Linked DNA regions of Sus scrofa: regions 1 and 2 are each linked to region 3. A link is a contact called in public Hi-C data. All regions are on one chromosome and are shown on one strand. Each heading gives the region's core, a stretch centred on a gene start, on an enhancer-like site or on the middle of the called end of the contact. The rest is flanking DNA. Distances are from core to core; before and after follow the strand shown.

Region 1 (3,942 bases), core at 1,385-3,884, 100 kb after region 3:
TGGGAACTCCAGACCCATTCTGAAAAATGTCTCAAATCCAAGTACAAAAAGCAGACAGGACACCTCCATTTGCCATTCATATTAGGTTGAATCACATGCAATGGGCGGTAGTCTGTTATTAATGTACAGGACCAGCAGTATCATAGAATTCAACCTAATAGCTCACTTGCATGCTGCAGGAAGACTAAGCCTTGGGCCATCTGCCCAGAAGACCAGGCTCTAACCTCATATTGGCCATTTGTGAATCCGTGACCTTTCTGGGCCTCAGTTTTCTCACCTGTCAAATAGGAATTAAAGTACCTCCCACCCCCACCCTACCCAGCACGTGAGATTATAAAGCAAGTGAAAAATCCTAACTCACAGAAGGCATTTAGCCTTCTAAATCTGGCCAATTTGCTTGGGAGATTCCCTGCCTGAGGCCAAGGCTCTGAGTTTCAGGCCCCACCCCATACCCACCCCGCAGGGCTTGGGCAGCAGAGGGCGCCCAGAACCTCCCCTGCCTGCCTGGGAGCTACAGACCCCACCGCCTCAAGGCATAGAAGTCTGCCCTCCCTTGTCTCTGCCTTTGGTCCCCACCTCTTCCTGGACTTTATGGAGGACAGTCAAGGATCAGTCGCATCCAAAGCTTTTCCACCTTGCCCCCAAAGTAAGAAAATAAAACTTGGAGCAGGGTATTTCCAGAAACGGAATTTAAGCTCCCTCCCCCTTGCACCCCGCCGAAGAAACTAGAAATGGGTTTCTTTGGGAACTAAATGAGAGTGGGATGGAGGGTGCTTTCTGGGGAGTCTGTGGGCACAACTGCCCCACAGTCCCTAAGAGGGAAAGAAAACCAGGAAGCAGATTCCCAGGGGGCCCAGTGTAATTTCCCCCCTGGAAAATTGGAAAATCCGGTGTTGGATTTATTCTAGAACCAGTAGACCAGAGAAGCTTGTAAGGTCTGAGGTCTGTCAGTACCCAGAGAGAAATCAGAAGCATCGAGGATTCAGCTACCTCCCTGTGTAAACCCAGAGACTGTGGCCCAGAGAGTGACTTGCGCAGGGTCACTGCACAGTTCCTAGCAAGGTCCAGCATTTGTTTCCTGGGTCCCAGCAAAGAGAGCACATCAAAAAGAAGATGCCACAAGTCTCATCCCCAAAAATGTCCTCTAAGCAGTAACCCTCCAGCCGCCCCAGGGGAGGCACCCCACACCAAAATCCTCGTCCCCCTCTGCTCACCCTGCCACTGGCCCAGGCAACAGCGAGCAGTGCCAGGAGCCCGAAGAGCACGATCACCAGCAGCAGTAGCAGCAGCGGGTACTGCTGGCTCAGGCTGTAGTAGGTCTCGTAGAAGAGGTCTTCGCTGGGGGGCGGCCGGGGACTGAAGAGGCGGGCCATGGTCTCCCCAGCTCAGTGCTGCACGGCCTGGGGGTGGACCCCGGGCTGGGGAGGGCCAAAGTGGGTTATTGTCTGGCCCCTGCCAGCCTCAACTGTGCCCTTCTCACCGGGTCCAAGCCACTTCCACCCAGACCGCATGGCCTCGCAGCAATCCCATCTTCCAGGCACTCCCCGTGGCCTCCCTGCCCGTCTCCCAGTCCGAGGGGAGGGGAGTGCCCAATCCTTCACCCCTCCTCCCTCAAACCCAGACCGCAGAGGTGCCCTAGCAAAAGCCTCAGCACCAGGGGCAGGGGAGTTGGGGTGGAAGCAAAGGAGCCCCAGGTTCCCTCTTTCCCTCAACTCACTGCCCACGATGCTGCCGCAGCTGAACGGACTAACCCCAGGGCAGGTTCTGGAGTCACGCCTGTCTCTGGGCTGGTAGCTCTGAGCCCTGGGCCACAGGCGCTTCCCTCCCGGCGCCTCAGCCCCCTCCCACTTCCCTGATGGGACAGCCCGGCCCTTCCTGTGCCCTAGCCAGACTCCACAGGCCTCCTCCCCCAGTCTGATTGTCTCTCCCAGCACCAGGGCCTCCTCCCATCAACCCCTTCAAGGAATGAGAATGCAGACCATGGGGGTGCTGGGCCAGTATCAAAATGGACTCAGAACCTTGGATGTGGGGAGACTGAGGGAGGGCTGGAAGGAAGACTGGCAAAAATGCAGGGAAGAAGCACATGGTGCTGTATGGGAGCTAAAGTCTAGGTCAAGATGAGAGGGCTGCTCATTCCCTGCCCCTCCAGACTGGGTGGCAGTGCTGTGGCCCCATCTGACCGGTCCATGCTCCAGTGATGTCCAACTCCAAGGGAGGGGTGTGTGTGTAGCTTTGTGGAGCCATTGCTCTCCACTCCTAGACACCAGCAGGGAATCAAAGGGTTCTGAGGCCTCCGTGTTACAGCAATGTGTGCGTGGGTGTACCTGGGGGAGGGAGTGGTAATATGGAGGCTGACCTGTGAGAGACTAGGGGCATCGTGCAGGGCAAAGATGTGCTGGGGACTGCGAGTTCCCATGGAGAACCCCCTCCCCAGGACCCCACTGCCAAGCCTCCATAGCCCACAAGAAAAGGTGGGTGGCTGGGCCACAGCCTCTACATCCAGGGTTTGGTTTGGGGTGGGGTCTTGACCTGCCCTACAGGAAATGCTTTGCCCTGAGATTAGAGCAGCCCCAGGAGATAGGCCTCCAGGATTCCTTCCTGCCACCGGCTGGGCCTTGACCTTGTGTGCCACAACATTGCCCATTCCCAGCATCCTGCTTCCGGTTGGTTGTGGTCCGTGGTTGTGGTTGAAGGGCAGTACCTCCCACTCCCTCGATGTCAGCTCCCCGGTCTCTCATCCATGTCCCTTTCCCTCCCCTGGCTGAAGCTTTAGCCTCCTGTACAGTGCTTGGGCTAAAATTCCACCAAGTTTATTGAGTCCTGGGGGAACAAAGACAGTTCGGGTACAGGCCTAATGACCCTCAGAGAATGCTGGGTTTTCCAGAAGGCAGTTCAGAAGCTGCTTTGATACTGCTATCATGATACCAGCCCTGTGGCCCACTCCAGGCTTCCGTTTCTTGCAGTCCTTCTTTCTAGTTGTTTGAAAGCTACTTGTGCTGGGGGCCCTTCTTCATGCCCCAAGGTACCGGGCCCCGCGTGGATGAGGCAGTTCTTCCTTTTATAACCATGTAGTTGCTGTTTCCAATCTGCACCCCTTGGTTGTAAAGTAACTGAGAAGACCATGGCCCTTTAAGAGAAACAGTGATGCTCGAGGGAGGGTTAAAGGGTACAGATCTGAGAGTCTAAGCGAGGAGGAGCGGCAGGGTGGGGGGCAGCGGCACCTTGTGTTCACCCTGGGGAAATGCAAGTAGGCAGTCTCTGGGCCTGCCCACGACTGTGTCAAGGAGTGCCTTGGGTCTTCCCTTTCGGGTTTCAGAATTGGGTTTGCAGAAGCTCAAGAGGAGTGGCAACGAACATCTGAGACGCTGACATTTGGGTCTTTTCTGCTGGGTGGCCCTCTGGGCCTACATAGCAGCAATGGAATTTAGAGGTTCACAGAGCTGGAAAGTCAGAAGGCTCAGGGGCAAATCCAGGCTTTGCTGTGTGACCTAAGTGGGACCCAATCCCAGTTTCTTCATTTATAAGATGAGAAAGTTGGGGTAGGTGACCTCTAGCCCTTTCTCATCCCCCTCCCCAAGTACCCTGGATCTATATTTGATCTTGAGGAAGAAGCTGGTGGAAGAATTGAGCAGAGGAAAGGAGGGAATGGGGAATGGGTACCTGATATTGGATTTGGCCCTGGTGCCATGGGAGACCAGTTGGTGCCACGTCTTTCAGGCCCCTACAGACAACACAGTGCCATCAGGCTCCCTGTCCCTGGGCCTGTTCCCCTACTGCAGCCCCAAGTTTTCCCTGGCAAGGGGACAGGATTCACAGGAGTCCTAGTGCATCCTTGAGTCCTGCCAAGGTCTCACCTGATTCTCTTGGGGTCCAGGGCCTGGGGGCCAAGCTGAGGTGTGGCTGGGCTTCTGGCTCATGAAAGGTAAGGTCTCTGGGGTTTGA
Region 2 (3,942 bases), core at 1,048-3,547, 130 kb after region 3:
CCTCCAAGGCCGTTGAATCATGCTTGTGAAAGCGCAGAGCAGAAGTCAGTGCGCTTCCACAAACACAAGGTGAGAAAGCAGAGCTGTGTTTAGGTGTGCGCGCTAGGGGGCAGCCGAGCAAGGACAAAGGCCCGGCCGGCGAGAAACCGGACTGCGGGTAGGAGGTTGGCTGGGTCTTTGTGGCCGCCAGGGGGCAGACGTGTAGAACAACCTGAACCTAAAACTACCCTCTCTACCCCTAGCAGGACGTTGCAAGTCAGAAAACCATCACTCTGTTGCAGCCTAGGCAGATCCGAGGGTTTTCAGAGATGAGGAGATGCCCCCCCCTCCACTCCCCCCGAGGGAAGCTTGGCGCTCTAGGCCAGCTTGTTCACCACATTTAAGCTCAACAACTCTTTCCTCTGCCCGCACCCCCGGGGCCCCCACCCGCAGAGGGGAAATTGAGTCACTGGAAGGCAAAGCCAGAGTCGTCAGGGGAATGTGCGCCAACGCCAGCCCTCAGGGCCTTCCAGATGCTGGGAGGAGGGGGTGGGACCTCCAGGAAAATACACAAAGTGGGGTGAGAGGGGGAGGCGGCTGGCTGGGCAGGAGCTGAGCCAGACACATGGAGAAACGCTGCCCAGGATCAAAGGAAATATGACATTTGAAAAGAATGTGCACGTCTGCTTGTGCTGCGGAGGTGGGGCAGAGGTGGGGGGCGGTAGGGGCGGCGTGTGGTGGACCTGGGGCCACGTCGGGGTCTCTTCCCCTGCCCTTCTCGCCTGGGCTTCCCACCTCCTTCTGCCCCCCTCTTAGGTGGAGGCTTCCCGTCGGTCTCAGGATGTTCCTCGCTCTCCCCCTCCGTGGGTCTCTCCTTCCTTTATTTCCGAGATGAAGCTGGAAGGGAAATGTAACCTGAGGAGGCCAACCAAAGGAGGGGGGGGGAGAAAGAAAAATCAAACCAGGCCGCCTCCCCGCTCAGCCTCGGAACATTCTTCTCTCCCCGCCGGCCTCGCTTCTTCTCCCCGCCCCTCCGGCGTCGTGGCCCTGGGCTCGCCGCCTGGGCAGCTCCGCACGTCACTGGGGTCCCCCGGGGCTGGAGGGGTCCCCAGGGCGGGCCAGAGGGAGGACGGGAGAGAAGGGAGGGGAGCCGCCTCGGCCGCGGCAGAGCTCGGGCCCGCCGGGCCAGCCCTCCCCTCTTCCCCCGCCCCGACGAGCCTGTTTCTCATTAGAGTACGGGGCGCGGTCCCCGACCGGCTCCTGAGTGTTTGTAAACGTCTGACCCAAGGGCCAGTCGCTTAACCCTTTAGGTGCAGGCCTGGGGCACCGGTGGTGGCGCGGTCCTGAACCAGAGGGATTTGGAGTAAAAATCTCTGAGGCCTGTTAGAGAGGTTTGAAGCACACAGTCTGCCTAGGGGGAAAGGGTTACCTCTCCCCCACGAATCTCAGTCGAACCCCTTCTCATACAGCAGGGCCCCACCATGCCTGCCCTTCCTAGAAACTCCAGTTCTGTCTTTCTTCCACCTCCAGCCCAGGTGACAGGTGTCCAACCCTGGGGCCCCCCAGGTCGCTGGGCTCCGGGGCTCTGGTAAACCTGGCCGGGGTTATCAGGATTGCCGGAGCAGGATGCCATCGGATCCGAGATTCTTTCCAGACTACAGTTCTAGGGAGGAGGGAGCCGACTTCCCGTGGAGGCTAATTAATGTTCCCTCTGGGTGGCTGAGACTAGGGTAGAGGTAAAGCCCGGCCTGGATCATCGCCCATGGGCCCGTGGACCTTTGAACAGTGCCCGGAGACAGCTAAATATTCTTCACTTTTGGAAGACGGGGAGAGATGACCTGTGGAGGGGCTGATTTGGCAGAGCAAAGGCTTCCAGAAGGCCTAGTCAGGGGGGCCTAGGGCTGGGAGCTTCAGAGGAATGGCCTGCTCCTCTTCAGAGAAGCCTGGAGCCATGCTGCACTCCAGAACCGGCCTGGCCTTAGGTTTAGAGGGAAATGGGGGAGAGAGGTGGTCCTCCCTTGTTAGTTGCTGGCTGCACAATTCTCCAGAACTTTAAAAAAGGTCTTCCGTGGGTCCTCTATATTGTGGGCCCACTATGTGGCCCCTTTAAGACGCTCGGACCCAGAGCCTCTGAACTTAGGCTAAGTTGGGGATTGTGGTGGTAGCGCTCCCTGCGGGAAATGATTGTCATAACTGCGAGCCAATAGGCATCATTATGGTCGTACCACGCTTGAGGGACCGTTTTCCAATTCAGTTTTGTTCTTTTTTTTTTTTTGAGGGGGAGGGACTGGAGAGAGGACAGAGGGAAGGAGGGTGGGGGAGGACAAGGCGCGCGTGGTTTTCCCATCTCATCCCTGGAGGCGGGGCTGGAGCATCCCGGGCAGCCAATCAGGGACAGGCTGGGGGGGGCACTTTGAAGAAGTTTGGGGAAAAAAGTTTGGAAAAGTTTCTATAATAACGAGGGGGCGTCCAGAGGGAGGCGGCAGCGGCGAAGGAGGGGGCGTCTCGGAGAAGGGAGGGAGGGAGCCACCGGTCTAGAGACTGCAGCCTCCTGAGACTCCCCCCCTCCCACCCAGCCCGGGACCTGGGGGCTTTGGCCGGATCCATGGGGGCAGCGAGCTGCGAGGATGAGGAGCTGGAATTTAAGCTGGTGTTCGGGGAGGAAAAGGAGGCCCCCCCGCTGGGTGCGGGCGGTTCGGGGGAAGGTTAGTGCGGGGCTGGGAAGGGGTCTTGGGGTTCGTGAGGGACGGGCGAGGGGATCCCGAAGCTGGGGACTTTAAGGTAGAGAGCCTGGGGTGAGAGATGAGGGGGCCAGAGGTTGAGGGGAGTCCCAGGGCTCGAGGATCTGTGGAGGTGAGGCTGGGGGCCGGGCACCACTTTCTCCTTTTTAGGTCGTGACTGGGGTGGGGGTGGGGGTGCTGTTGGCTGCGCGCCGCCTCTCGCTCGGCTCCGCCGACTGTCACTGGATGGGGGCGGGCGGGAACAGCGGTCCCGAGAGCCCGAGGCGCCGCCAGGGAAAGGGAGGTTGGGCTCTAGAGGTTGCCCTTTGGGGACCGATCCCTAGGCCCGCAGCCTAGACGCCGGGGGCTGGGGGCGCTCTCAGGCCCCGCCAGGGCTCCCCTCCCCCTCCCCTGTCTGGCCGCAATGAGAGGCAGATGGCGGGGATCGAGCCGGGGGCGGCGGCCGGCCGCTCGCACGAATCCGCACAGCCTGCGCCCCCCCCTCCAACCCCGCCCTCGCCCGGCCGGCGCACTGCACCCCCTCGGTTGCACCCCCGCCCCCAGATTGGGGGGAGCGAGGGAGGAGCCACCACCACTCGTCATCACGGCCCTGGCGCCCCCCTTCCCCCGGCCACCGTTGCGATGGCAACTGGGGCTCCTGCCAGCGCCGTTTGGGGGTTTGGGAACCGCTGCTAATTGGGTTCATGTGTGAGTCGCCCCCAGCCCAGCCCAACGCTTCCCTTAAACACGCCTCCAGGCCCAGCTCCAGCCGCTCTCAACCCGCCTCCCTCACCTTAAGACCCGCCCCGTCTGGTACCCCAGGTCCCAGGGCCAGGAGCTCAGACCGTGAGGTTCCCTGAGCCTGGCGTGCGTGGATCTGTATCCACCTTCCCACGTCCAACTTTGCTTTGTCTTGTGGCTCTGAAGGGCATCTCAGAGACTCCTCTTTGCTGAGGAGGGGGTAGCATACAGGATTTGGGAGGCTGTGCACTCAAAGAACCTAGACATCTCACCTGCTTCTCTCTCTCCCCCTCTCCTGTGTCATCCCTCTCTCTGTCCCCTTCCCTTTCTATTTTGACAGAACTGGACTCAGAGGACACCCCACCATGCTGCCGTCTGGCCCTGGGGGAGCCCCCTCCCTATGGCGCCACCCCTATTGGCATTCCCCGGCCTCCACCCCCTCGGCCTGGCATGCACTCCCCACCACCCCGCCCAGCCCCCTCTCCTGGCACTTGGGAGAGCC
Region 3 (4,018 bases), core at 1,076-3,575:
CAGTCTCAGGGGGCCCATGGGGCAATCCAAGCAGTTCCTGAGGCGAGAGCAAACAAAGACAGGGTGAAGGGAAAGCAGGCAGGGAATGTGCCACTAGGAGGGAGAAACAACTGGTCTACTCACTCCTTTTGCTCTGAGGCAGACAGGTCAATTGGGTTCTCCTTCAGAGCCCTTCCCCCCAGGGTCTTGGATGGACTCCTAGACTTGCCAGCAGAGGCCGCTCTGGTGCCCACTGCACCTGCTGGATCTGCCATGTGTGTCCCATGTTCTTCCCTGTTTTCAGGCTTAGATATGACTTGTGTTGGTGAACCCAGATTCCTAAAGGGGAACAGCATAACTGTGGGGCGCTCCTTATGGCCTCCGCTAGTGGATGCCCACCGAGACTGGATTCTTCGCCGGCCTAGAGGGGCCAGATTGAAGTGGTGGCCAGCCAGAGGTTCTGGGTGCTTCCTTGAGATTGGTCCCTGTGGAAGGTGTGGGCCAGGCTGGGCTTTTGGCAGAGGGTTGTCGAGTGCTGGTCTTGGCTGCTGAGGAGGACTCTGCCCCATGGGCTCTGAGGTGGTCGCTGAGTCAGTAGCAGAGCACTCTGAAAAAGCAAGCAGAGCTGCTTAAAAAGGCAACCTACTGGAGTTCCCCTCCTGGCTCAGTGGTTAAGGAATCCGACTAGGAACCATGAGATTGCAGGTTCGATCCCTGGCCTCGCTCAATGGGATGAGCGTAGCCTTGACCTGTGCTGTAGGTTGCAGGTGCGGCTCGGATCCCGTGTTGCTGTGGCTCTGGCGTAGGCTGGTGGCTATATTTCTGATTAGACCCTAGCCTGGGAATCTCCATATGCCGCGGAAGCAGCCCTAGAAAAGGCAAAAAAGACAAAAAAAAAAAAAAAAAAGTCTCAGGCTAGACATTCCACCCCCAAATTCTTAGTTTTCAGAGATGGTCCTGGTACCTGGAGGTGGCCACCCCATGTCCACAACATACTGGCTCAGGACAAAAGAAGTGACAGAAGCTCCAGGCTGCATCCAATTCAGCACATCCTGAAGCTGTGGGCAAGGAGAAGAGAGGCATAAAGACCACAGTCCTTGACACAACCACCCACATTCTACCCTTAATGTGTTTTGTTCCCAGAAACCTGCTGTGCCTGCAGTGTAGGCAGTGCTTTTTCCAGCTGACACAAGTATTCAAAAAACAGCTTTTCCATGGCAGCCAGGAAAGTTTCCCCATACTCTTGCTCAAGTCCCTGCAGGAAGGAAAGAAGCAGGTCAGAAAAGGACTAAAGAAAAAGCTACACCATAGCTTCCAAAGCTGCCAGTCCCACCTGTAGGTTCGAAGCCAAATCAACAGAATCCTTTGCTAGTTGCTTCACCTGCTGGCAAAAGGTTTCCTGGGCCTCTGAGATTTTCCTCAGATCCTGCTTTGTCTGTTGGGAGTAAGGAAAGCAAACAAGTTAGGGACATCAGGACCAGTGACAGGAAGGAGGAGCAACTGTGCTGCCCTAAGTGTTAACTGGGGGTAGGGCTTCTTCCAGGGACGACTCACGGCTTTGGGGTCCCGCACCACAGGTCCAGACTCTGGGAAGTGGTGATTCAGGGCATTCAGAACCTGGGCCCAAGGCCGGCCCTGCAGGATCAGCTCCACCACCAGCTGTGAAGAATACTGAGCTCAGAATCCCCACGTCGGGGCAAGCTACCCTTTTCCAACCAGTCCCACTCCAGAGCGGTCGGTCCAGCAGAGGACCTCGTATCCCTCCCCTTTCCCCTCAACCAGGTCCTACTGACTCCAATACCTTGGCCTTTAGGCCCATACACAGGCGTTCATGGTGCCGGTAGCGAACCAAGCCAGGGGCAGCAGCGCGCAGGGATCGCAGAAACTCCAATACTCGCGGAAAATGCTCCACGCGCCGTCCGCGCACAACTTGCCAGCTGGCTGCGGCTGCGAAGCGCAGGGCTGCGGGACCAGCCTCCGGGGGCGCGGCCATGGCCGGCGGGCTCCACCCCAGGGGCCGTCCCTTTTGGTTCCTACCTCCAAGGCGAGGCTTCGCGACTCCTCCTAGGGGTGGGGCTTCCGGTGGCCCTCCGACTCCGCTATTTTGGTCTGCGCCGCATAGTTCGCGATCTGAGTCCACACCCTCCCGTGGGTCACTAGAATTCTAGGGTTTTTTTCCCCAACTCTGGATGCAGCCCGAATGGAGAAGCTGGCCAGCTACACTGGCACCAGGTTGCTGTGTCTTAGACGCCGCCGCAGTCTCTAACCGGACGGCTACCTCGCTTCGGCTCTGCCACCAGTTTCCCTACCCCGGAAAAGGGTGGCAGTGGAGAACCAATGGGCCTTCAGGCAGAGGAGACGTGACGTCGCGTCATAAGGCCACGCCCCCGCAGATCCGGCTGCGCCGCTGCCGGCTCCCGCCCACTGTGACCTGCTCTGCTGACGGCCGGTGGGTGGTGGCGAGTGCAGTTTTGGGTCCCGCCCCTGGCCTCGGTGTTTTTTTGCGGAGCATATAGAGAAGTCACGTCTTTCTTTGAGGTCTAGCTTTTTGGTCTTTGAAGGAGGTCTATGCCACTTCCTTTCTCCATTGTCTTCACCTCTCAAATACGATTCCTTAAATCCCGGCACCCAAACCAGCGCCTGCAAAGCCTTTCCCGGCGGCGCGCCGCTGCCATTAAGAATTCAACTGTTCTTCCTTTCACAGAACAGAAGAGGGCGCCCGCCTTTAAAAAATAAAATACAGGGAGTTCCTGGTGTGGTTCAGCGGGTTACGGACCTGACTAGTATGCTTGAGGATGCAGGTTCGATCCTTGACCCTGCTTAGTGGGTTGAGGGTCAGTTGCCTTGAGCTTTGCTGTAGGTTGCAGACGCGCCTCAGATCTAGCGTTGCTGTGGGTGTGGTGGAGGCCAGCAGCGGTAGCTCCCATTCGACCCCTAGCCTGAGAACTTCCATATGCCACGGGTGTGGCCCTAAAAAAGCAAAGGAAATCCAACCAAACAAACAAAAACAAACCCGAAAACAAAGTTTAAAAAGATACATCAGGAGTTCCCGTCGTGGCGCAGTGGTTAACGAATCCGACTAGGAACCATGAGGTTGTGGGTTCGGTCCCTGCCCTTGCTCAGTGGGTTGACGATCCGGCGTTGCCGTGAGCTGTGGTGTAGATCGCAGACGCGGCTCGGATCCCGCGTTGCTGTGGCTCTGGCGTAGGCCGGTGGCTACAGCTCCGATTCGACCCCTAGCCTGGGAACCTCCATATGCCCCGGGAGCGGCCCAAGAAATAGCAACAACAACAACAAAAAAAAAGACAAAAGACAAAAAAAAAAAAAAAGATACATCAGATTGTTACCCTGTTTTTCTCTAGATGGTGAGACTAGGTAATATTCTATGTTTTCTATGTTTGCTATCTTTTCTTTTTTAATCATGAAGTGCTAAAGTAAATAATAAAAATAGATTTTCTTTTTCAAATTGCTTCCGCGCACTTGCTACAGTCAGTCCCCTAATGTAAATGACTGTTTTACTTGTCTTTCTCCTTGTCACAGTTTCTGGTGCCTCTCATTTCCATTGCCAGGAACAGAACCTCTGCACACAATGTACATTTTCTGTTGATTGAATTAATTACCTTCTCTGACTGCCTTACAGGGGTTTAGTGAAATTACCCTTTCTTTGGGGCATCTCCTTTCCTAGATATAATGGCTCCCCACCGTCTCCACTTAAGATCAGTCTTCTGAGGTGCCCCACATATTCAGCTGCCCAGGGGGCATCTAGTTGGAGGTCCCGAAGTACCCAGATCAGACATGTATGAAATTCTAGTTATATTTCACTTTTGAGACATAATTTTGATATATACAGAAGTCTAGGTTGGTGGGCTTTTTTCCTTCAGCACTTTAAATTTACTGCACTCCACACAACTTATACAACTCAACAGCAAAAAAGCCAACAACCCAATGGAAAAATGGGCAAAAGACCGGAATAGATATTTCTCCAAGGAAGATATACAGATGGCCAACAAGCACTTGAAACAATGCTCAACATCACTGA

Evidence for each region. Hi-C and Micro-C count contacts between places; a contact is called where the count stands out from the background.
Region 1: a contact with region 3 is called in a Hi-C map of liver, with 8 times the contacts expected there. The contact joins the promoter of ADCY4 here to the promoter of TINF2 in region 3. A contact is called at or near these places in 1 of 5 promoter capture datasets (fetal skeletal muscle), 14 of 47 Hi-C or Micro-C datasets (blood, embryonic fibroblasts, epiblast stem cells and 6 more) and 2 of 2 datasets of contacts at active chromatin or transcription factors (alveolar macrophages and skeletal muscle).
Region 2: a contact with region 3 is called in a Hi-C map of skeletal muscle, with 5 times the contacts expected there. The contact joins the promoter of NFATC4 here to the promoter of TINF2 in region 3. A contact is called at or near these places in 6 of 47 Hi-C or Micro-C datasets (embryonic fibroblasts, heart right ventricle, liver and 1 more) and 1 of 2 datasets of contacts at active chromatin or transcription factors (alveolar macrophages).

What each region holds. Positions count from the first base shown.
Region 1 is chr7:74,954,102-74,958,043 of Sscrofa11.1, reverse strand. It overlaps ADCY4 (adenylate cyclase type 4), which reads right to left and starts at 2,634. Exons shown (of 27, transcript XM_001927556.7): 1 at 1,718-2,634; 2 at 1,215-1,418. The coding sequence starts at 1,373. It overlaps RIPK3 (receptor-interacting serine/threonine-protein kinase 3), which reads right to left. Exons shown (of 10, transcript XM_001927424.4): 8 at 3,855-3,942; 9 at 3,661-3,721; 10 at 2,789-3,127. The coding sequence ends at 2,988.
Region 2 is chr7:74,928,043-74,931,984 of Sscrofa11.1, reverse strand. It overlaps NFATC4 (nuclear factor of activated T-cells, cytoplasmic 4), which reads left to right and starts at 2,297. Exons shown (of 10, transcript XM_013978173.2): 1 at 2,297-2,684; 2 at 3,781-3,942. The coding sequence starts at 2,585. LOC110261591 (a long non-coding RNA gene) reads right to left here and starts at 2,266. Exons shown (of 2, transcript XR_002345915.1): 1 at 1,409-2,266; 2 at 556-876.
Region 3 is chr7:75,055,098-75,059,115 of Sscrofa11.1, reverse strand. TINF2 (TERF1-interacting nuclear factor 2) reads right to left here and starts at 2,325. Exons shown (of 8, transcript XR_002345917.1): 1 at 1,781-2,325; 2 at 1,534-1,638; 3 at 1,313-1,414; 4 at 124-1,234; 5 at 1-37.